Regions from separate parts of the Mus musculus genome. Here regions 1, 2 and 3 are each linked to region 4. Evidence: chromatin contacts called from public HiCAR-type and promoter capture Hi-C data. All regions are on one chromosome and are shown on one strand. The core of a region is the stretch at or near the end of the contact, and the rest is flanking DNA. Distances in the headings are between cores, read along the strand shown. Region 1 holds the start of Plekhf2 (pleckstrin homology domain containing, family F (with FYVE domain) member 2). Region 2 holds the start of Sdcbp (syndecan binding protein). Region 3 holds the start of Trp53inp1 (transformation related protein 53 inducible nuclear protein 1). Region 4 holds the start of Chd7 (chromodomain helicase DNA binding protein 7).

Region 1 (5,672 bases), core at 2,792-5,291, 2.3 Mb before region 4:
CAGACCATGTCTCAGCTTAAATCCCATCTTCTTTCTGCAGTCATTTTTTTTTTTTTTTGCTGTTTTCCTTTTTGAATAGATATTTATTTATTTATTTATTTATTTATTTATTTATTTTGGGGCAGTTTTTGGTTCATAGCAACTTTGAGGGAAATGTACACAGTTCCTATAAACACCCTCCTTAGCTCCCCAAGCATAACTGTCTTGAGATATGGTTGTATGTCTGTTAGATTACTCTATACTGACTGGAGGACCTATCCCAGGACCTTGTGCATGCTGGGCAAACACTCTAATGGCCCCAGAATGTTCACTTTTAATATTCTGCATTCTGGGGATATAAAGAACATGCCTCCATTGTTACAGTATCATACAGAGTACTGTCAAACACCTAGCAATTCTCTGTGGCCCACCTTTTTATTCACGTCTCCCTCCCCATTAAAGTCTGACAATCACCAATGTTTTTAATTTTCATCTGACATTATTATTACTTGAGACAGACTCTCATGCATTTCAGGCTGGTTTCAAATGCTCTGTGTAGCTGTGGGTAGATGACTTTGAACCTCTGACCCTCTTGCCTCTATTTTCCAGGTGCTGGGATTACAGGTATGCACTGCCACACTCAGCGTCATGCAGTGCTGGGACACAGGTCAATCTCAGGGACCACCCGATGTAATGTCTGTCACTGGGACCCAGATGTGGAGAGGTTGGCTGGCCAGTGAATCCCACGGATCCTCCTTTCTGTACCTTCTCAACCGTGGACTCACAGCTGTGTGCCACCATACCCAGCATTTTGCATGGGTGCTGGGGTTTGAACTCAAGTCTTCATGCATGCAAAGAAAGCTCTTTACTGACTGAGCCATTTACAAAGCCCTTATTGCTGTTGTTTTCTGAGCTAGGGTCTCTTGTATCCCAAACTGACATCCAACGCCACGTCTCCTGCTGAAGAAGACCTCAAGCTTCTCATTCCCCTCTTTCCCAGGTGCTCTGGCTATGGGTGAGCACCACCACACAGTGAAAGGGGAAGTTTTTTGAAGATAGATCTTTCTATGTTTTGGAAGTGGACTTTGGATTTCAGGGGATGGAAAAAGGATAATGTCTTATCAAGTTTGTGGATGTGGCAGTGCCATTTCACTGTGATGGTCAAGTCTGGGGGAGAGGAATCCAAAGCTCATGGGAATAATAAAACAAAAGAGTAATAAAACTAAGGAGTAATAAAACCAATGTAGGAACTTGCCATCTCCCTTCGAATGCTGTTTTCAGTTAACCAAACTGTCTTAGTTAGGGTTTCGTTGCTGTTAAGAGACACCATGACTAGGCAAATCTTATAAGGGACATCATTTAATTGGGGCTAGTTCAGAGGTTCAGTCCATTATCATTATTGCGGGAAGCATGGCAGCATCTATCCTGACATGGGGCTGCAGGGGGAGCTGAAAGCTCTAGATTTTGATCCAAAGGCAGGAGAAGACTGGCTTCTATGTGGGTAGGAGCTGGGTCTCAAAGCCCACCCCCACAGTGACACACTTCTTCCAACAAGGCCACACCTCCTAAGAGTGCCAATCCCTGGGCCAAGCATAATCAAGCCACCACACAAGCTCTTCTCATTCCCAAAGCAGATACCCTAGAAAAAACTCCTTTTGATTGAAGGACAGTTAGCAAATCAACTTTGTCTTACAGGCTCATAGAATTCAATTAATTAAAACTCAAATTTTGCTGCTATTTTTCAAGGTTTTCTATGTGTTAGACCTTTGCCTATTTTATCTTCATGTTACAGCTGAGATATGAGGGTGAGAGACAGATTTTTGGTTTGTTTGTTTTGAGACAGGGTTTCTCTGTATAGTCCTGGCTGTCCTGGAACTCACTTTGTAGAACAGGCTGGCCTCGAACTCAGAAATCCACCTGCCTCTGATTCTCGAGTGCTGGGATTAAAGGTGTGTGCCACCACGCCCAGCCGGGCAGATCTTACCATCTAAACCGGTGCTGGAGTGACAGGCTGTGTCAGAACTGCCCAACTGTCTTTAAGTGACTTTGGTTTCTCATTTTGTATGGGTTGCTATGTTACAGAACTTTCTATGATGGTGGGATGTTTTATAGTGCCAGTGTCTTTATAGTCACGTGATCAGTGTCAGTAAGGAACCAGATCTTAAATTTAAATTTTAATCAATACACCTGCTTAGTGGTTTTGCCAGTATGAGTCTAAATAAATGGCTTCCAAACTGGGGCGCACACATCCCAGGAAGGGAAGAGAATACACAGACTGCAGGTAGAAAACTTATTACTCCATAGATTTATATCATTATTTGGCATGTCTTATTTAATATTTAATAACAAGGTAAACTGTAATAGACATATGTGTGTACACATTGTACATGTATGTTTAATAATTTTCATCATTCATTATTCTTAGCTTGTGCTTGGCATGTTACAAATATTGATTCATCTAATGACTCTTTGAAGTACTCTTATTATTCTAGTTTTACACACGAAGGAACTAAGGGTAACTAAGTATGTCCAAGGACGCAGGTATCATAGTTTGTGGCAAAGCCAAGATTTTGAGTGTAGACAGTCTGGCTTGCATCTTTGTACTTTAAGTTAAACAAGTGTGTTGTAGGGAGGGCAACTTTTTTTTGTTTTTTTTTTTTTTTGTTTTTTTTGTTTTTTTTTTTTTGAGACAGGATTTCTCTGTATAGCCCTGGGTGTCCTGGAACTCTCTGTAGACCAGGCTGGCCTCAAACTCAGAAATCTGCCTGCCTCTGCCTCCCGAGTGCTGGGATTAAAGGCATTCGAAGAGCAACATTTTTATTGATGACACTAGAAACACAGCAGTTCCTAATCTTAAAATTTAAAAAGATTTTAGAGTGTGCTTAGTCTAGCACACATAAAGATTGTGTGTGTATACGATTGAAATCCTGTAACTATCCCTATTACGACAACTGATCTCCTTTGCCAGTTTTGTTCTGGATACTAATTTAAAACAACTGTATTTGTTTCACAGACATTCTTCTTCCTCTTCCTCTTCTTCTTCTTGTTTTTCGAGACAGAGTTTCTCTGTAGACCAGGCTGGCCTTGAACTCAGGATTCCGCCTGCCTCTGCCTCCCAAGTGCTGGGATTAAAGGCGTGTCCAACACCGCCCGGCAGCTCTCAATCTTCTTAATGCTTTAATATAGCTCCTCCTATTGCGGTGGTCTCCACCATATAATTATTTGTTACTACTTCATAACTGTAATTTTGCTGTTATGAATCATAATGCAAAATATGTTCTCCGATGGTCTTAGGCGACTCCTGTGATCCGCAGGTTGAGAACTGCTCAACAGGAGGCTAAAAAGAAAATTCCTGAATAAAACTTTAATAATAACCCAATTTCTACCCCTTTCCTGTTTAAACGGTGTGCTTTTCCCAGCCAGCCAGCCTAGATGCCTCTGCTATCTCTCCGCAGCGCCTAGTAAACGCTCTTCTAACCCAGCGTCATGGTAGCACCGAGTTCTAGGTACGCGAAGCAGTTGGCCGAGGGGAAGTTTTGAAAAGAGCGGAGTTCTTCGGCATAAGGTTACACAGGAGCCTGCGGGTCATGGGTGCGGTAAGCGCAGACCCCTGGCTTGGGAGAAAGCGACAGCAGGTGTTCGGCTGAATGGCCGAGCCGGGCGGGGTTGGCAGACGCGGTTGGGTGGCGAGAAGCAAAGCCTTTCCTGTTCCTTAGGGCGGGAGGCGTGGAGGCAGCTTCCGCCCATTCTTCCAGAGAACTTCGCGGACTGCTTAAGAGCCCTTTCCGAAGGCTAGCCCGAGTCAGGAAAGTCAGGTCAGGCGACCCAGTCCAGCCTCAGCTGGCTCAGACGCGCGTCACCTCTGCAGAGGCGCGCGTTCCCCAACCCCGCCGGGGGAGGCCCCCGAGTGGGTGTGGCCTCCGCTGAAGAGCCCGCCCCCCGTGCGGTCGCGTGGGGATGGAGGGGCGGGGCAAGGCGATGGGCGGGGCGAGGGAGCCGGGAAGAAAGGGCAGGGCGGGTGTGCTCGTGCCCGTGTTTGGCGCTTGGGCGGGGGCGCGCCGGTGCGCGCGCAGGAGGGAAGCCAGCCGGAGCGGCCGTTGTCGGGTTCGACTGGAGGGGCGGTGAAGTCACCTGCGAGCGGCTGCGCCCGCCGCGTCCGGATCGCGCCGGCCTCGCGGGGCCCCACGCAACCCTGCGAGGCTGGGGTCGGGGAGCAGGCGGAGTCCGCGCCCGGAGTCGGCGACTAGGAGGACTCGCACCCTCGGCGCCGCCGCCCGCGCGGGGTCGGGTAGGTGCCATGGGGGTCGGGACGCACCGGGCGGCGGCGGGCTGGGGAGGGAGAAGCGAAACTTTGCGGGCGCCTATCCCCGCGGGCCCGGGCCAGCCGTGGCGCGGGGAGGGGTTGGCGCGGGCGGCGGCGGCCGACGCCATGTTGGGGTCTGTGGGAAACGGGGCGCTCGGGCGGCTCCCCTCCGGGCCGGCGCTCGGGCTGGAACCGCCTGGGTCCCGCCGCGCCCGTCCGCGGGACGCCGCCCGGAGGGCCAGGGCCGGGACCATAGACGGCGGCTGGGGACTGGACCTCGCGTCGCCCCCGAAGTTGTGGGGCAGCAGGACTCGGGTCCCCAGATCGTGCGGTCTGAAAACTTTGCAGGGTCTGGGCGTCAGGGGCACGCTCTGACTCCAGCAGTTTATTTTATGACTTTATATGAAAATGGCACCGTACAATTGGCTCAGATAGGAGCGGTAGCTTACACGCTACTTGAAGGGTTTTTTTTTTTTAAGTTTTATGATCTTTTGCCTAGTTTTTTTTTTTTTTTAATGTTATTAAAGGCCAAGAGCTGGTTCCCCAAGTTGCTCGAGTAGCCTTGTATAGTCCTCGAATATTAAAGCAGTAAGTTGTGTGAGTGTGCAGTGGAAATGACTAGTATTCAGGTTACATACACCTAAGCAGTAATTCAGACTCCCAAGTACATTAAACTGGTAAATGCCTTCTTTGTTATGTTTTAATATGTTGCCTAAGAGACTCGTTAAAGAACCATTTAGAGTTGAACGTTCAGTTGAAACGTTAAGGCATGTGTTGTCTTAAGACTAAGTGAAATAACCCAGTGTGTTGGCTCATGCCGGTTTTCTGAGCACTCCCGCGGGCTAGGGCAGAAGCATTGCCGCGAGTTCAAGGCCAGCCTTGGCTACAGCTTGAGTCTGAAACAAACAACCCCAGGACCACAACAAACAGATTAGGGTGATTTTGACGATTCAGTTTTTTTTTTATTCTTTTTCCTTTTCGTTCCTTAAAGGTGCATGAGTTTTGAGCCCCTATCTTTGTACCTTTATAGCTTAAGGGGTGGGAGGACCCAGGTTAAATCAGAATTAACCCAGGCTATTTTTAATCACTATGGGTCATGAGAGCATTGGGAGGTGAATGGTATTAAGTTGCTTATTTGGAAAGCTCTTTATAATCGCCCCTGCCCCCAAATGAAACTGGTGTACAGCATGAAGTAGCCTAGTAAATAAATACCCTTAAAAAAATAAAGGCGGCTTTAAAATTATGTTAAATGGGCTGAAAAGACTCTTAACAATGCAGAAGCCGTAAACAGCCGTGGTGGTTTTCCTTTTTTACTCTTTAGTTTTTTAAAATCATTCTACTATGTGGGGAAGGAGGAGGCACGCAGCCCCAGACCTCACGCAGAGAGGTC
Region 2 (6,329 bases), core at 1,838-4,337, 2.3 Mb after region 4:
GATAAATAAGAGAGATGACCAGAAGGAACTAGTAATGTAGGCACTTTTAAAAATCAACTGCACCAATTATTCTATTTAATGTTTATAAGCCTAAGTGAAAATTCTCTTTAAATAAGAACAATAATGGGTACTCCCTCACCATAATCCTAAGCCACTCAAGTTATTAAAGATACTGTATTTGACCACAGAAATAAAAAAAATTAACGAAAAGTATTGACATAACTCATTGATCGTTGTGATCTGGAATTAGTATTGTGTTTTAATGACCCAAATACAAGAAAAATCAAAAGCAATGATGTGCTGGAACAAAGATAATAGTTGAAATCTTCACAATGGTTAAAAGATAGGACCACATATTCTAATTGGGGAAATTAGCGCAAGTCAAATATGTGGCCCATTTCAACTATGTATAATCAAACCCAAATACTTTGGAATGGCTTAGTTTTCCTTCGTTGAAATCACTCTTAAAATTTCCGGTAATGTTCCACTGTGGAACTTTTCACTTCAGACAACTAAATACAAATAATTTAAAAGCATAAATAAGAAAAAGTGTTGTGTTGAATTCAAATAAAATAATAAGGACCTTGGTTGTCCAGAGGGACAAAAGACAATCCTTGTAGTTCATATAATGTGTCAAAGAACATACCTGAATCAATCCTAACAGAAATTCTGTGACCACATGGAATGAACACACCACACACACACACACACACACACACACAGTGAAAGAGAACTCACTTAGGTCAGGTCCCAAGAGAAGTATTTGACTTTAGCTAATCTTCAGATAAAAACTACCTCAGGCATAAAAAAAAAAAAGTTCCCAGGAGTGGGGGCAACGACTGGACTGTAAAAAAATAAATAAACCAAACATCCCAGGGGCTTCTGATGATCAGCCACTGAGACCTGCGCCCATATGTGTCACAGGTTAGTATAGGGTCTATAGAGGGGAAGCGGTTACCCTTCATTACAGCTGTAAGAGGAGCTGGAGCTGTTGTGATCTGTTGTGATGTGACAGGAGTCTTGCAGGGGGAGAGCCTTCAGCTCGGAAACGTGGAAGGAGGTTCTGCTTATTCTCCGTCAGGAGTGGGGCCCAGGAAGGTTCAGACCATGTACACTAGTAGGGCACACTAAGAAGGTGACAAAGTTAAAACTGTAGAGTTGTTGTGAGTCTGGGCCCCAGGGGCCTAGGTTCCTGGCAGGTCTGTATGCAGGAGCTCCAAGGAACACATGCTGTTCAGTTCCCAGCACCCATTCTTGGGGCAACTGACAAAACCACTAATTCAACCCCACAGGCACGCTGACTCTGGCCTCTCCACTCCCTGCACTCCCCATCCCACTCCCACGTATGTACACACACACATACACACACACACACACACACCATTTTTTAAAAAGCTAGCGGAAAGAAACTATCATTTTTTAAATATAGTTGTTCAAAGCCTTTTACAATTTTAAGAAAGTTAAGTATAAGAGGAGTAACTCCTACAATTTAGACATCTGCTCCAATTATAACTCCAGACACAGTAAGACCGCTTCATGTCTTTAGTTGACATGTACTTGCAAAGGGTGACAATCATACCTACTAGCTTGGTCACAGTGACACTGACCAAAACACAGCCAAACTTAACCATAACTGAAAGTTATAATCCAAAATGTTATTACTAACTGGAAAAACAGACACATACAGCAGAAAATCATGCCTTCCTCAGTGTTAAACTGAGGGAAACATATTTACATGTCTGACCATAGAGGCACTATCTGAACCAGTACCTAAGACCGTAAAAGAACTGGCCTGCCAGAGGAAATATGGCTGGCTGGTGGGCACAACCAAAGCCTATGCCAAGCACAGGGGAGGTTTTATACTGTATGCTCTACATTTTAAATGCTTAAAATTTTGAGCCATATGTTTACTAATTACATCCTTAAAAGCTAAAATTTTCAGTAAGTGTTGCAACATTTGGCAATTAATAAGTACAAGGAGAACGATTATTAAATGTATAAGTATTTTAAAGTGTGTGGGTGTCTTTTACAGTCTCTGGATGTTTACTACCTAAGAGAAAGTGGCAAAAATGGGGGGAAGTCGGTGAGCCGTGCTCATTTTAAAGGGCTGCTTAATTCAAAAGTGCATCAAAATCTTAATCAGCCCTTTCTTGTTCATGATTTTTAAATCCTCTTTAATAGATCCAGCACAGCTAAAATCTGCTTCCAAAGTTAAGTGACTCTGGCTATAATGGAGTAATTGTTTACTGAGCCTTCTCGTCATTCCATTTCCTTATTTCCTGGTGCAAGTCATCTGATCAGTAATACTTACGTACCACTTAAGACCTACCAGTTTAAGGACCTAAGTTGTTAACAGGATGAAAAGGCATATTTTCTGCTTTGTCCTATCCTCACATCGGGAAAATGAGAGTACAAATCTGCTGAACTATATCACCTTGACATTTCAAAAGTAAGACAATTGACCAGGGCAGCAGCTATTTTCAATATAACTTTCGTTCTTAAACATTTGTTCTCGGTGTAAAGCGTGCGTGTTAAGAATTTAAAACTCTACACTTTCTAAGTAATTTACCTAATGGAAAACAAAACAAAACAAGAAAAAAAAAAGCTATGTGTCGAAGATAGGACGAATACAACAAACGATCCCACACACTCCACGGCTCCATAACTGCACTTCTGAAACTGGAAACTTTCCACGTCTGTACGCCTCCCTCCGCCCCGTATTAGAAGGAAATCCTCCAAGGAGATCTGAGTCACCAGACCTCCGGAGACCGTTCCTGGTGCACACACCCCGCTGCAAGCCCTGGCCCTCCCTGCCCCCTTCCAGAGCAGCGGCTCCGCAGCTAACCGTTGTCACCTCCGGTCCGTCGCGCCCTGCCAGCCGTCCGGAAGCCGCTGAGGACGCCACCGAGTGCGGGCGAGGACCCGGCCAGACCCACCCGGGGCCCGAAGCAGAGCGCCGGACCAGCTCCGAGACCTGCCGGGGCCCGGGACCCCCGCGGCCACTCACCTGCCCCGAGGACCGCGCCGCTCCTGCTGCCCGCTCCAGCTCCACACAACCGAACCTCGGGGCCCGCCCTGCGCGTCATCACCGCCCCCGCCTTCCGCCGCGCAGGCGCAGGCGCACGCGCCGTCCCCATGACAACGCGGCACAGCCCGAGCGACCACCAGCCCACCCTCCCTCTACGAAATCCTCCCAACTCCCGGCTCCAGCCTCGGTTCCCTGGCAGCCCCCGCCGCCTTTTACTACCCTTTGTTCCCAGAACGAATGCTCATTGGCTGCTGACTGTTACTCTCGGTGTTGAACACACACACACACACACACACACACCCTGAAATAAATAAAACCCACATTCTAATCTTAAAAACACGGACTATGTGCTTTCTGAGAGTTGATGGTGCTGATAGGGGAATCCAGATGTTTGGGGTGTACATGAATATGTGAAACTGACAATATCTACACCAGTCCATGGCTGAGGCCATTTCCTAGTAACAGTATATGACATCATTGGCATGCAAGCAATTGTCTATCTAAATTATTCATCATCACAGTCATTTGAAATTTTATCTCTGGTAAAACAATAAGCATTACATGACAAGAGGAATGAAAATGTGATGCTCCAGGGAGAATATGGCTTAACTGATGAACAACTTGTAAAACGAGTTACGGGATGGAAAAGGAAGAAATACAGTTCTATTCACAGCTGGCAAGATTATCTATGTAAACAAAGAGAAAATAAACACCAGTAAGCAGAATAAGCAGCTACAGCAAGGTTGCTACGATACACGGTTAATATACACACGAGTCAATTACTTTCCTATCTGCACGAAATGAGCAATTGGAATTGAATATTAAAAATATATCAAGATAAAATACTTAGCTACAAGCCTAGTTGAATGAATATCTGTGTGAAGGAAAACTCCTAATTAGAATTTCATGCTGTGGAAATAAATAGGTTGGAATGTCGAAAGTCCAGAGGAAGATCACCATATCTTGGGCTAAATCCTGGCCCTCCAGAACAGCCATTCCTTGTTTCCCTGTGTCTAAACTAACATCTTGTGACAATAAACAACAGGTCTTTAGAATCTATTGAATTAGCAGGCAACTAGCTTCTACCAATCCAAATGCTTAGAATGCCACCAGAAAACACCTTGCGTCTTACAGAAAGGTTCCCTGAACCTCACCCCCACTGCCTTGTCCTGCCTCTCTGAAGTAAGCGCCTATGTATTGTAAGCTTGCCTTGACTGATGACTTCCTCTGTCCTGTAAAATGGTGCACGCCTTTAATCCCAGCACTTGGGAGGCAGAAGCAGGCAGATTTCTGAGTTCGAGGCCAGCCTGGTCTACAGAGTGAGTTCCAGGACAGCCAGGGCTACACAAAGAAACCCTGTCTCAGAAAAACAAACAAAAACAAAAACAAAAACTATGAGAGCTACTTGAGGCTACTTGTTGGAACATAGAATTTGAAGTAACCTAAATCTGTGTTCCCAGGCCATGGTCACTCAAAATGGTTCCAAAATCAACTATCTCTTATCACCTTTAAGATGAGAGCTGCGGTTTCTTTGTGTTGACAGGGAGTTCTAAAGAAAATGAAAGATCTGAGTAAAGTGGGGGACGCCCACCTTTATACATAGGAAGAAAGATTTTATGGAGATGTCAGTTCTGCCCACCATCTATAGATCTCATCCAATCTCAGTCAAAATCCTATCAAGTCATAGATACCAACAAGCTGGTTCCACAGTTTGTGAGAAAAACAAAACACCAAGGCGGGCAAGATGGTTTAGTGGAGTGAAAGCATTTGCTGAAAAACAAACAAAAAAAACAAAAAATACTGTCAACCTGGAAAGAGAGAGCCAACTGGAGATGTTGTCCTCTGACTTCACATGTTTGTGCTGTGTGGCAGGAGAACTGTACACATATACATGGGCACACACACAAACAGTAAATAAACTAATCATAAAGGATGCTGAAGAAGATAAAATATGTAGCTTGAGGGTGTTTTACTGTGGCTACAAGAACAAATTACCAAAGGCTAGGTGGTTGGAGCAACGGAACAGGGAATACCTGTTATATCTTGAGTTACCTAAAGACTTTGGATCTAACAAGGACCCACCTCCTAATGTGCAGATAGCCAACTTCTCATTGCAACTAAAAGACAGGAGAGAAAAACAAGGGGCGATGAGGAAAGAAGAGGGGAAGAGGAAGGGAAGAAGGGCAGAGTTCATGAATCACACTACAGAGTGGGCTTCCTTGTAGGAACTAGAATTAGAGACACGAAAATTCTGTTCATAACAGCAGTAACTCAGTACAAAACTCCTTTGATGGTATAGCATAGTAATCAAGGGAGAGTAGAGATGACAGGCAATGAAGCAGAGAAATAGAATCAACAAATGCACCGAATAGATCTTGACAAAGAAGCAAAGTCACACAGCTGTGAGTTCGACCCCTCTGTATCATGAAGGAGAAGATGAAGAAGAAACAAACCTAACAGCAGCCATTTTACAAGCCTTTAATCTCAGCACTCAGGAGGCAGAGGCAGGAGTTCAAGGCCAACCTGGTCTACAAGTAAGATCCTGGACAGCTAAGGATTACATAGAGAGAGAGAGAAACCCTGTCTGAAAATAACTAAAAGCCGGGCAAAAGTTCTGAAAGATACAGATGGAGAGCAATTTGAAAAGAAATTCAGAATCCTGTAAAAGTAGGAGACTGCAAATTTAAAAATGAGACCACCATCCGCATCTATCAGAAAGCTAAAATTCAAAGCACTGGTAACACCGACTGCCAAGAAGAATGGTAAGACACTCATGAGCCCAGCCACTGGACAGCAGTGTAGAACTTCCTTACAAATCGAACTGTGGTTCTCTCATAGGAATGATGTTCAAGAAACATTAGCCGTGCTTCTGGGCACGTAGCTGAAAAGTTATGTTCGCAACACAACTGCCCATGAATATTTATATCAGAGTATTGATTATTACCAAAGCAGGTCACAAGATGTTCTTCAAGAGATAGAGAAAACGTTGGGGAAGGGTTCCATCGGTAAAGTGCTGCCTTGAAAGCACAAAGACCAGAGTCTCAGCCCCAGAACTCACAGCAAAAGAAACTTGGGGTGGTGGTACAAGATGGCAATCTCAGCACTAGGGTGGCAGAGGCAGCTGGGTTCTGGAGGTTTCCTGGCCTGTCATCTTAGCCTAGTCAGTGAGTTCCGGACATTAAGAGATACTATCTCAAGAAACAGAGTGGACAGTTGCCAGGCTGCGTGTCTGGCTCACTGTTAGAGTCCCAGGAGTGCTGCCCGCGTGCTGCTCAGGGTAAGCAGATACAGTGCGTAATGG
Region 3 (6,155 bases), core at 200-2,699, 2.5 Mb before region 4:
CCAGAATATACATGGTGGAAGAAGAGAACCTAGCAGTTCAAAAAAACAAAGATGCTAATAAAAAGGTTTGTTCTTTTAGTCAGAAACAAGGGATGGCCTTGAACTGATTCTCCCACTGCCACCTGTTTAGTACTTGGTGGCATGGGCCACCTTTGATTCAAGTAATTTAAAAATCAATTTTGAACTACAAAAATACCAAGCCAAAAGAGTTGCCTGTGCTCCTTACACCTCTGTCTATTTAGCTAATTTACAAGGACTTACCACATCCTGTTCAGAAGTCTGAAAACAGTGAACAGAGAGCGGTTAGGTTGGTAATTCACTGCTTTGTTAACCTTAACTTTTGAAAGCAGTCGTTTCCATGAGAAATACACTAGGGAGCAGAAAGGAGTAAAAGACAAGATGAAAAACAAAAGAGACACTGGTCACAAAAATTAGTAGGCCATGGTTTCCAGCAAGGACTTTGAAAATTATAGTGGCTGAGGCTTGTACAAGCTGCCTAGTGTTTTCACACCTTACAATCACCACCAAAGATGTGATTTTTAAGATCTTGGGGGCATAGCCGGGCGTGGTGGTGCACGCCTTTAATCCCAGCACTTGGGAGGCAGAAGCAGGCAGATTTCTGAGTTCGAGGCCAGCCTGGTGTACAAAGTGAGTTCCAGGACAACCAGGGCTATACAGAGAAACCCTGTCTCGAATAAAACCAAAGGGGGGGGGGGGGGAGAAAGATCTTGGGGCATTTGTAATGATGTCGGTCCGAAGACCCAAGCTCAAAACTACTCAGCATTCTGAAAGAGCTCTTTCAGCCAGGAACTCCTTTAGTCTTTAAGGAGTTAACAGGTGGAAAGGGGTTCCCCGTTAATCTGCTCTGAACTTTTACACGGAGTAAACACACCGTGAAAGTGGAAGCAAAATGAAGGAATTGCACGTGAAATCCCTCTGCAAATAGTAAACACCGCTTCCTTTTAGTTAGCTGTGTGGCCTTAAAATTACTTTCTGTGCCTCCAAGTTTCCTCCGCTTAAATAAGCAATGTTGGGGCCTCGCAGGGCGGTCGCGACTGAAACGAAGTATTTAGAACCCACAGCAGTCTCTAGCACACCCCAAGTGCCAGCGACCAAACTGATGAGGACGGAAGCGACGGGAAGTGCTCTCCCCACAGGTGCAGGCTCGGTGATGCGCGAGGTCAGGAGGGGTCGGGCGGGTCTCCGGGTAACGGAGCAGGTTTCCCGTCACCCGCAGGTTCTCGGTGTCGCCGTGCTCGTCACGGCAGGGAGAGAGTCCGGCATGAAAGCCAGAGAGCGGGCAACCAACCGCCGCCCTCCCGCCTGTGTAGCCCGCACTTACGTGAGCCGAGCAGAGCTGCGGGTGCTGAGGTAGCTGCGGCAGGCCGGGCTCCTGCGCTGCGGTCGCTGCCCTGGCCGCCGCCGGCCCGTCCGGGTCCTTTTGTTGTTGTGCAGCTCTGGGAACAGCTGATCGGCTTCCCAGCCCCGCCCCGAGCCGCGCCAGCCGCAGGCCGACCAATCGGCTGCGCGGGGGCCTCCGGGGCCGCCCTGCGAGAGGTTGTCACTAACGCACGTGACCTGGCACTGGGCCGGCGGCGCGCCCGGGGCAGAAACAAGCCCGGGCAACAAAGCGGGAGCCGGAGAACACTCCGGGTGAGCGGGAGGAGGGGGAAGAACAGCGGCCCGGGACTGGCCGTGGTGGGAGCCGGCGGGACCGAGAGGAGAAGAGCCCGACCCCCGGAGCCGCTTCGGCTGAGTGAGGAGCCCAGAGTGTGGGTACAAGGCACTCAGCCCCCTTTTGCTGAGGGGCTGGTTAGGGATAGTAGTTGCTCCTCTGGTCAGTGTGGAGAGAAACCAATAGTCGCGATGCTGAAGGCAACCCACCGCTGGACATTGTTTTAAAAGAAGTCAGGGCCCCAAATACATGGGATGCCTGTGTCCCACTCATTCCTCACCCCTTAGACAGTAAGCCGGGGCCTAGTCTGCCTTATGAACTTGAACAGGAAGCTCTCAGGTCTTGCCCCCCAAGAGTCTGCTCTAGAAAGACAAAAGTCGGGCAGAGGAGGCCAGAACTCGGCCTAAAGGGCCTTAACTTCCGAAAAGAGGAACCCCGAGTGAAGAATTACCTCTGTTTCTTCCCAGGGGTCTGCATCTAAAGCCTTATAAGAACTGAGGAGGTTATGACCTTTTTTACAAAATGTAAACATTCACAGGACGCCTAGGTCCTCACCAGCTATTTATAGTGAGAAGAAAATGAGACACTACATTTATAAAGAGAGTCTAATCCAAAGCTCTACTGCACATACATTGGGGGATTAACTAGGAGTGACAGGAGTCATGTTGGTCCTGTCAGTTATATGGATTCTGTGGGGCTGAGATGTAATCTTCTGGCCTTGGTAGTCTCAAGAGACTCCTAGGTCTCGGATAGACCATCGAGTCACAGCCTGTTTGTCACCTAAGAAAACATCATCGGAAAACACAGATATTTACAATTCACAGTAGCAAATTATACTTATGAAATAGTAACAAAAACAGTTTTTATATTTGGGTCACCACAACATGAGAACTGTATTAAAGGGTCACAGCATTAACAAGGTTGAGAACCGCTGGGCTATACAGATGTGCGGACAAAGAAACAGGTTATAGATAAAGATGACAAATATCTGGCTTCTTCCTCGTCCTCTTGACATGAGACAAAGACCTTGTTTGTGTGCTTTTTCTCCTGTCAGCAGGGGTTCTCTTCTTGGTGATTGGTCCAGGCTAGTCCTGGACATGTTTTCCTGAAACTGTGGGCCCATCAGCTCCCTGTTGTTTAATTTACCAACCCCAAATTAGGAGAGGGGAACCCATTCCAGACCACAAAAAAACACTTAAAACACCGAGCCTTCCAGGGGAGAAATGGGTTTTGATCTCCAAGACCCTCTGCTCTCTGCAGGGAGTCAGAGAATTGGTCTGACACTCAGGTAATGATCAGTATGTGTTGATCATTTGACCATACATGCTTCAAGGGTGATCTGTGCTCAGTCTGGATTTTAGATTTTGGCAAATCAAATATTTTCTGTCAAATATTATTGCTATGTTAGGAGCCCTACCATCTGTTGTTTCCCTTTAAGAATCAATCCATCTAGAGGCCACTGTGTCCCTGGGGGTTTGGGGTGGAGGAGGGAAGGAACCCATCTAGAGGTCATCTTCCCATTTAGAACCAAAATTTATTAACAATTATAAAAGTCTAGTTTTTTTCTTAAAAAAAAAAAAAAAAACTTACCTCGTGCAGCTTAATAAGTTTGTTATTCCTAAAGGCAAAAGTGTGAAAGCAGCCGGGCAGTGGTGGTGCATGCCTTTAATCCCAGCACTTGGGAGGCAGAAGCAGGTGAATTTCTGAATTCGAGGCCAGCCTGGTCTACAGAGTGTGTTCCAGGACAGCCAGGGCTACACAGAGAAACCCTGTCTCGAAAAAACCAAGGGGGGGGGGGGCTGTGAAAGCAGTACCTTGTTATGACAGAAACAACCTGAGGTAAATGATGCTTCCAGAGACAGCCACCATAGGCCTCCATCATGAAATATAATCCTCTACCCCATACCCATGCACCCTGAATCTGGGCTAGCTCTGTTGGTGCTTTGACCACACAGTGTACCAGTAATGGACTTATACTTTTGAGCATGAAGAGAATCTGGCAGTGTCTGCTTTGTAGTCTAGTAGAAGACAACCACAAGACAGGACAGACTCAGTCATGCAGTGAAGAAGTTCAAACCATCTGTGTTAAGAGGCCACAAGGTAAAAGATGCCTAGCCAGGCCCTGGAGCACAGTTCATCTCATCCAAGCCAGGATACCAGATAGGAATGAGAGAAAAGGACCCTCTAGGCAGTTCCAGCTTCAGCAGACCATTTTGTGATAAGCTGACTCCACTGAGTCCTGCCAAAAAGGCAGAATCCTAAGCAAACAAATGATTGCTCGCTCTCTTTCTTTTTCTTTTACTCTCTCCCTCTCCCTCCCCCTCTCCCTCTCCCTCTCCCTCCCCCTCTCCCTCTCCCTCTCCTTCTCCCTCTCCCTCTCCCTCTCCCTCTCTCTCTCCCTCTCTCTCTCTTTTCCTTTTCCTTTTTTTAATTAAAAACAAGACAAAACCTCACTGTGTAGCCCAGGCTGCCCTTACATTTCTGATTCTCCTGCCTCTGGCTCCGAAGAACTTAGGTCACAGGCATGTGCTACTATACCCAGCAAATAATTGCTTTAATGCATTAAATGCAGGAGGTTTGCTGTTTTGCTTTTGTTTTTTTAGGACTGAACCTAAAACAACAGATGAACAAATACAAACTGAAAAGCCAGAAGCCCAGAGGAGGGTGGTAGCACGTATTTGTAATCTTAGCTTGTGAGGTGGAGGCAGGAAGACTAGGCGTTCAAGGTCATCTTCCAAGCTGAGGTCTATCTGGTCTACCAGAGACCTTGTCTCAAACAACACACCAATCAAACCCAAACAACAATAACAACAACAACAACAGAAATCATTCCACCAACAACAGCAACAAATCTCCCAAAAGGCCCATCACAGACATACCCATTTCTTATTAACAAGTTTTTTATTTTTTTCATCAGGCCAAGCATGTTAGCTCAGTGATAGAGTAACCACAAAAGGAAAGGAAAGCCATCTGTTACCTCAGGCATCACTTGCTTTCTGTTTACTCTTGCTGCTGTGTATAGCCTCACCACTGGTACTTGTTTTATTCCTGTGATGTACCAAGAAACACTGATAATTGTTTGTAGAAAGTTTATATGCCTGTCCCTATGAGAAAGTAGTATTTTATCACTGACATTGTCTGGAGGGGTGGGAACTAGATATATTAAAAGGAATGTTACTCTTCGTTTTAAAAATTGTTTTGAAATTCCTACTAACAACAGAAATCACCAAAATCCTTGACTGCCTACTGCCCACATCAGGATACCAGGGTGGGTCGTTCCTGCTGCCTCCCTGCTTGGAACACTCTGGTTTGCATACTTGTATGAAGTAAGACACAGGAGTAAAGTCACCTCTGCAGCATGAAGCTGTCTGCATGCATCTGAACTCAAATCACACACCAGCAACACAATCTTCTCAGTGTTGGATGACAAAAGACCTGGCCATTCTTTGCCTGGCCAGACCCCTTGAATGCAACCATCCTTTAATTCATAGGCTAATTCTCAGAGTGTTGCTATAGTACCCAGTTCCAGGCTGCCCCCTGCCCTGGGCGACCTTCTCTCCATCTGTCAGAGTACCCTTGTCTGTTTTCTGGGGTACTCAATACTCTTCCTTATCTACCAGAACAAAAAGGAATTCAACCTCAAGTTTTGTTTGAAGGATCACAGGACTGAATCACATTTATGCCATCATCCAGATACAAGTAATGCTCCTGCCTCCTGCTCACAAAATTAGGTGTGGCTGTCACGCTGCTAGCTGCGCTGAGATTGCTAAAGCATGTTGTTTCCTCCCAAGCCACAAAGGAGGACCCTACAGGCCTCCTTCCAACATAAATCACCGAACTGTTAAGCTATACTGCAGAACTATAGAGAATCCCAAAGTGAAGTCGGCTCGGTCATTTTCAGTCTGTGTACCAACAGAGACATTCAGATGGGCTTTGACTACAGGCCAAACTGTTGCTAGCTGTCTAGGGAAAATGCAGAGCTGGTCTAGATTGCATTTAAGATCACCAGCCACTTAAAATTCCATTATTCCAAATGAAGAGAATGTACCAAAAAGCCTGGAACAGAAGTGTGGTGGTTTGAATAAGAATAGCTGACACCAGCTCATAGATGTGGCACTCTTGAGATGTATTAGGGGGCCTGGCTTGTTGGAGTGGGTGTGGCCTTCTTGAAGGAAGTTTGTCACTGTGGGCATGTCCAGTGTTTTTCTTCCTGCTATCTTCTCATCTGGATGTAGCACTCTCAGCTACTGTCTAGTAGTATTTCTGCCACCCCGTCATGGTTACAATGGACTAAACCTCTGAAACTGTAAACAAGCTTCACCTAAATGCTTTCTTTCCTAAGAGTTGTCTTGGTGTCTCGTCACAAGAATAGAACAATGACTTAAGACAAGGAAAAAGGAAGAAATTTCCTGGACCCCACTTCTTTTTTGTATGAGTGTTTTGTCTGCATATGTGTCTGTACCCAATATCCATGCTTAGT
Region 4 (6,336 bases), core at 3,677-6,176:
TCAAATCACTCCATGAAGAGGAACAGTTTACCTGGCACTAACTGGGTCATCCAGGAGATGAGCCCCACATCTCTCCCACAGGACACACCCTACTAGGCACCAGAGAGACAGGAGGGCCTGGGGAGAGAGTACTACAGGAACTGGGCGGCCAGCTAGAGGCAGCTCATTTAATTCATCTCGTGGCTCTACATTTTTCAATCTATGACTCGAGAAAGTTCAGCACACTCTCTAAGGCTCTCACACTCTAAATATCTGAAGGCTCAAGTGACTATAAAATTAAATCCTGTATGACAGTATCTCTATGATTATCGCCTCCTATTATAACACAGCTGATTTCACTTAAACTTTTTAATATATTGATAAAAGACCCAATCAGTGGTTTTAATTACCACTTCTGCTTAATTCCCACCAATAATCCACTCAGAACCTGAGCCATAACTGTATCCTAAGTGACGCCCAGACTGAAGGAAGCCGGTACATCTTTGCATTTTGTAGAAAAATAAAATGTGATCCCATTTTTTTTGAATTTTCAACACCACCAGTTGTCTTCAGTTGTCAAAGATTTTTAGAAGACAAAACACAGTCTTCTCAAGAAAGAGAACTATTTTATCTTCCAAACTCAAGGTTTTACCAGTTTTAGAAACCAGTGAAGAAACACACTACTAAAGTTCTACTTTTTAAAAGGCATAACAGAAAACCTCCTCCAAACGACACACAAACACGTAAGAGAGTCCAGAGTCAGAGGACCAGTAAAGTTCCTTCAGTCACAGCAGTGCCTCTCAAATGCTCTTCAAGATGCTGTCGCGTGTGTTCAGCCGATGGTGTGCACGTGCATGTTTGCCATGCAGAAACCACCTGAATTCCAGGATCAACCACTTTTTGAAGGAGGACTCTGAAGATCTGCTCTCTCTGCTTACTTTACTCAGCCCTGACTAAGCAGCATTTTCACTCTTGTGATAACTTATTTATAGGAGCTATTTACAAGACAGCCAGGGTGTCTGCTATAGGGAAAAGAACTACCACCTCTATGGTTCACCCTGGATCAAGACAAGCAGAAAGTAGTTTCCCTGCTACTAGAGGATAAACTTCCAGAGGGAAAGCCCTGTCTCTTACAGAGTTCCTCCACAGAGGAAGGTTTCCACAGAAAGAAAGGGAACTAAATGAAAGCTAACTGAATGGCAAGCAAACTTAGTCATGCACAGCAAATAAGATACTTTAATTCCCGGTTTGAAAGAACTGTCCTAAACCTGGCTCCCACATTATACTCTGGGTCACAAAGCAGAAGCACAGACAAGTATATGTCCCTGTTCCCTGCTGAAAATCTAAGTGCTTCCTTAGCTCCTGACTTTGCATCAGTGTACAAGAAAGGTTGCAATGTTGCCTTGATGTTTAAAATCATAAAGGAACTTACTATAGTTCTGACCTCCCAGGAAAAGCAAGGCTGACAGAGAACACTCCTTATGGAAAAAGTATTGGCAAGATTCCACAAGTCAAACTGATTAAAAACTAGACCAAGCCTAGATGAATCCACAAAAATGCTGTTTTAACACCAAGTTCCTGACTGAATTAATACTTTCAACTGGGGTGGTGTCTCTCTCTCTCTGTGTGTGTGTGTGTGTGTGTGTGTGTAACTAGTTTATTTTTCTCCTTGAAAGAAAAAAAAAGTTGAGATTTAACTATCTATATTAAACTAACATACCACTCTACTATTTCTCATTCTGTCCTTGTGCTAAGGACATAGAAAAGGGAATCAATTTTAAAACTGATGTCAAACTAACTCCACTGATTAAGCAGGGTAACTACAGCCTGGGATTCACTTACCTCACTAGCTAACTTGTTTTTTGTTTTAATCTAGAAACTTTAATTTTGAAAGCATAAACATGGGATAGAAACTCATAAACTTCAAATTTACCAATCTGTCCAGATTTTTTGAGGGGTGGGGGCAAGATACCTAAAAAATATAAAATCAAAACACACACTCCCAGGAAACAACCTCAAATGGGGTGTCACACTGGGGAATTCACCTGTTACAAGCCTGTCAAAAACGCATTATCCCCCTTAACCAGCAGGTACCAGAAACAGGGAAGGGAGTGCTGTATTCACCCAGTGGACAAAAAGGAAAAAAAAAAGCATTTTTCATTTTAAATAGCTCTTAAAATTTGCTGACCAAGCCCTTTCCCATTTCCAATTTTTACTTTTACTGTTCTTTTTGTTTTCTTGCAGTTTTTCAAGGAAAATAAACTTTTCATAAGGAAACTGGAAGACTTAAAATGTCGCCTACTTATCACCTAGAAAGGCAATCCGAGTCCTCTGTGCCCCAAGCATCTAGCTTTCAGCCTCTTTATTATCGTTGTCAATGAATGGGCCCCAGTCAAATGAAAGCTGCCATTTTAGGGGAAAGACTGGAGGGCTTTCTGTTGTGCAACAGCGAGACAAAAACACTGTGCGACAGATGTACTCTGGGGGCTGGGGAGGATGCAACTTCATAAAACCACTGCTCAAGTTATTTCTCGGACATTACTGTAATCGAAACGTAATTATAACTGGAATAAATCAGGTACGGAGCTTCTGGGTCATTGCCACTAAGATTTTTTTGTCATCGTTAGAACAGATCTGTGAGGAAATAAAGAGATGTATTTTTCTCCCACTGATTATCACACGTATGATGAGTATTCCCCCTCTTACAGAAAGAGAATTGAGGGAAAGTAACTGTGGGCCCCTTAGGAAGGTGTCACCCACTGCAAAGACGGCTTCAATTTAAAATCTTAAAAAAAAATAAAAACCAGAGCTCACAAAATTATTTAAAAATATTTAATATATTCAGAGATCCAGCTCAGAGGATAGACACAGTTTAAGTAAGTTATTTAAATCGATTGCTAGATAATACACAATGGGAAACTAAAAAGTATACTTAGCAAGTGGAGAACTGGATAGTGTATCTAATTCTAGCAATTCAAAGGAAACTCTCCATGTGGGTTGCTACTTTTCTTTTGTCCATTGTCTGTTCAGAAGAGGGAAGAAGAAGGGGGAAAAAAAAAAAACTAGTTTAAAACCCAGGCGTGAACAGTCTCTAAAAGTGACCTCCAGGGAGAACCGCGCTGCCGGGCCGGAGCTCCTCCCGGGCCGCCGGCTCCACGGGGGCGCTCACAAAGCGGGCTACCGGGCCAGAGTTTGGGGTGCGCTCCCACGGCGCAAGGCTCCTCGAGGCAGAGCCATCCGGAGAAAGGCGACTCGGGAATGATGGCTGCTCGGGGCCAGCGGCTCCTTCCCCGGAGCCTCCTGACCAGTCCCCCGCCAACCGGCCGCCCCCTCCCCGTGCCACTCAACCCGCGCCGCCTCGCCCACCCCGCACCGCGCCCCGCCGCGCCCCGCCCGCGCCCCCAGCGAGCCCTGTCCCCGGTGCGAAGCAAACAAACAACGCGTTCCCCGCCACCCTCCTTCCTCTCTCGCTGACCGCTCGGCCTCCAGCCACCTCGGCCGCTCGCGCCCCGAGCCGGCTCTCCGCGGGGCCACCGCGTAACCCCGGCGCTCCGGGGCCACCTGGCGACCCCCGCCCCCGCCCGGACCCCCGACAGGCTGGGGGGAGGGGAGCGGGGACGCGAGTTGGGATCGCGGATTAAAGTCGCTATTATGCCGCCGCTGGCGGCCCGGCCAGCTCGGCAAGGTGGGGTCCCCCGGTCGCCCGCCCGCACTCGCCCCAGCCCGGCTCCCTTTCTTCTCGTCCTCGCGCACTTGGGAGCTGCCGGGGAGCCCCAGGAACCCCTAGCTGCGGGCTCGGAACTCTGCGACCGCCGCCGCCACCGGCTGGGCTCGGGACGCCCCCCGCGCCGCGTGTTCGCGCCACCCCCGCCCCCGCCCCACGCGGCGCCCCGCGCACTTTCCCTGCCGCCGACCCACCTCGCCCGTGGCCGTCCCCGCACGGGCTAGCGCCGCCGCGCCCGCAGGGACGCACTTTGTTCGCGCCGGTGCGGCCGCCGCTCCCGGCGAGCGCGGCGTGGTCGGGCCGGAGCGGGGGGCGGGGGCGAGGCGGGGGGCGCCGCCGTCCCCGAGCCCCGCGCTCAGCGCCCCGCGCCCGCGCGCCCGCCGCCGCTCGCGCCGGAGTTGGAACCCAACTTTTTCCTCCTTCCCTTTTCTCTCGAACGCAGCCGGCAACTCGTGCTCGGTGCCGGCGGGAGGAAACGCGCTCGCGCTCCCCAGAGCGCAGACACGCTCCCTCCTGTCCCCGTCCCCCCCGACGCCGGCAGCACAACAAAAAGCCATTTACATGCGAGGAAGTGACCCTCGGCCGCCCCGCGCGCCCCCGCCGCCGCCGGCCCCGCGGACGCAGGCAAAAGTTGGGGCGCGGGGCGGCGCTCGGGCCGCGGGTTCGGGCCCCGGCGGCAGCAACGCAGGCGACCGGGCGGGCGGCGCTACGCTCCTGCCGACCGCGGCCCCCGCGCACCTCTCCCCGCGCCCCGCACACGCCCAACTCCCCTCTCGCAACTCCGCGCGGCCGCGGCCCGGCACGGTTTCCTGCCGCCGCCCCTCCCGGGGGCGCCGGGGAAGTCTGCGCTCACCGGCTCGCTCCTTCGCTCGGGCTAGTCAGCCGCCGCGCGCCGTGGGGAACAAAACGCAGAGCGGCTCCGGAGTTGGCTCGGCGGCCGCGGCCGGGGGCTGATCCACGGACGCGGAGTTGGCCGCGCGCGGACGGGGCTCTGGCGAGTTGCGGGGTCTCCGGGTCCCCGGGCCGCCTCCTCCGCGGCGCTCCTTTGTGTAATTCCACTCGATTCAAGTTTAATCCGATAGTTCCCGAGCACGAGCGCGTCCGCACCACCACGGCTCAACCCCCGCGCCGCCGCCGCCACCGCTGCCGCCGCCGCCGCCGCCGCCGCCGCGGCCCCAGCACGCCAGCGCCTGCGCGCGCCCTGCACGCCGCGCGCACGAGCCTCCCGGGCCGCGCGCGCCCGCGGCCGGCTCTCTCCGCGGCGCGCCCGCGCCCGCGCGCCGCCACCTGACGTCAGGCGCGCCTGGCATAATTTATGCAAGAATTCGGCCGGGGTGGCGGAGGCCGCGGAGAGGCCGAGAGAAGGGGGCGGCGCGGCGCGGGCGGCCGCCCCTTCCCGTCCCGCCGGGCGCCGGCGCAGCGGGCGGGTGTCGGTCCCGGTGCGCGGCCGCCGCAGCCTCTCGGGCCGCCTGCTGCCAGCGCTCTCGCGCGGGTGCAGAGGGTGCCACGTTTCCGCGCAGCACCTTCCCGGAGCCGCGGTGCGCCGCCCTGGGGCAGGAAGCGGAGGCCCGGAGCCCGTAGTGACCCCCCGCCACCGCGAGGGGTGGCCAGCCCGGTGCGGACCGAGGAGGCTAGGGGTGTTTGGGTGTCTCTTCTGTAATTATCCTTCAACTTGAGATGATTTTCCCACACGAAATACCTAGGATGGACGCCTTTCCTTTCAAATAGATCCATCCCTGCCTCACCACTTGGCTTTAACTGACGTCCTCGGTGATAGGACAGCGGGATCTGCCACTAAATCAAAAAGTTTTAACTAGAGAGCATTGATTTTAGTTGAATTTGTTAGCATGCCAAAAAACGAAGGGATAGCGCAATGGTTATGAAACAAAGAAATAGGATGTGTGCCCATTTTTAAACGTGTCAGAACTGGAGTGTTTTCATCATTCCTTCGCCAATGTGGCACTAAATATCATCTTCCAGCTTTGAATAGCCGACCTTCTTGCCCATTTCTCTTTCCGGTACAAGATGAATATTAACCTTGAAGACATTTTTTAAATTAGTTTCCCTCTTGTGTAATAGATATTTAAACATTTACTAAGCATCTTTTGTGTGTGAAACACGGAGCAGATTTATAAACGGTCAACAATTGTAAACTCCAGTATGGTTTTATTAGGCTAAAGACTGCACTCACTTATAAATAAGGAAGGAGGTTATACAGCCAGCTATGACAGCTGTGTAAGTGCTATTGAACTCAAAAATCGTAGAGAAAAGGCAAAGCATGCTAATCTGGCCCACTGATGGTTGTACTACTACTGAGCTTAGAATCACACAGTTTTATATGGACAAATGACTTGCCAAAACTGCTTCATTTATACTGCAGCTTAATCAGTTAGACATCTATCTCCTAATAGAAATAGTTTTACTCTTTTTTTTAAAAAATTTTTTTACAATTGTTGCTTATTTAAGTGCATTGATTCTGGTTTTCTTTCGCCATAAGTTGGATTTCTAAAAGAAACATAGTCATCAAATAGTTTACAGATAATCAGAAGAAAACATTAACACTACAGGGAAAAAAATGTGACATTGAAAATCTACTTTTTTATAGCTCCAGTATCATAAACCAAAAATCACAA

What was found. Promoter capture Hi-C pulls out the DNA fragments that hold promoters and counts their contacts. HiCAR-type assays count read pairs that join an accessible place to other places.
Region 1: a promoter capture Hi-C map of liver shows a contact between it and region 4, with 4 times the contacts expected there. The contact joins the promoter of Plekhf2 here to the promoter of Chd7 in region 4. A contact is called at or near these places in 3 of 39 promoter capture datasets (cranial neural crest, embryonic stem cells and liver), 1 of 484 Hi-C or Micro-C datasets (embryonic stem cells) and 1 of 115 datasets of contacts at active chromatin or transcription factors (embryonic stem cells).
Region 2: a contact with region 4 is called in a HiCAR-type map of astrocytes, with 4 times the contacts expected there. The contact joins the promoter of Sdcbp here to the promoter of Chd7 in region 4. A contact is called at or near these places in 1 of 39 promoter capture datasets (pre-B cells) and 1 of 115 datasets of contacts at active chromatin or transcription factors (astrocytes).
Region 3: a contact with region 4 is called in a HiCAR-type map of astrocytes, with 4 times the contacts expected there. The contact joins the promoter of Trp53inp1 here to the promoter of Chd7 in region 4. A contact is called at or near these places in 1 of 39 promoter capture datasets (liver) and 1 of 115 datasets of contacts at active chromatin or transcription factors (astrocytes).

The regions. Positions count from the first base shown.
Region 1 is chr4:11,005,988-11,011,659 of GRCm38.p6, reverse strand. It overlaps Plekhf2 (pleckstrin homology domain containing, family F (with FYVE domain) member 2), which reads left to right and starts at 4,041. Exons shown (of 2, transcript NM_175175.4): 1 at 4,041-4,267. It overlaps Gm46843 (a long non-coding RNA gene), which reads left to right. Exons shown (of 2, transcript XR_001784238.1): 2 at 589-1,211.
Region 2 is chr4:6,362,438-6,368,766 of GRCm38.p6, reverse strand. Sdcbp (syndecan binding protein) reads right to left here and starts at 3,087. Exons shown (of 9, transcript NM_001098227.1): 1 at 3,008-3,087.
Region 3 is chr4:11,151,735-11,157,889 of GRCm38.p6, reverse strand. Trp53inp1 (transformation related protein 53 inducible nuclear protein 1) reads right to left here and starts at 1,449. Exons shown (of 4, transcript NM_021897.4): 1 at 1,343-1,449.
Region 4 is chr4:8,688,996-8,695,331 of GRCm38.p6, reverse strand. Chd7 (chromodomain helicase DNA binding protein 7) reads right to left here and starts at 4,926. Exons shown (of 38, transcript NM_001277149.1): 1 at 4,557-4,926.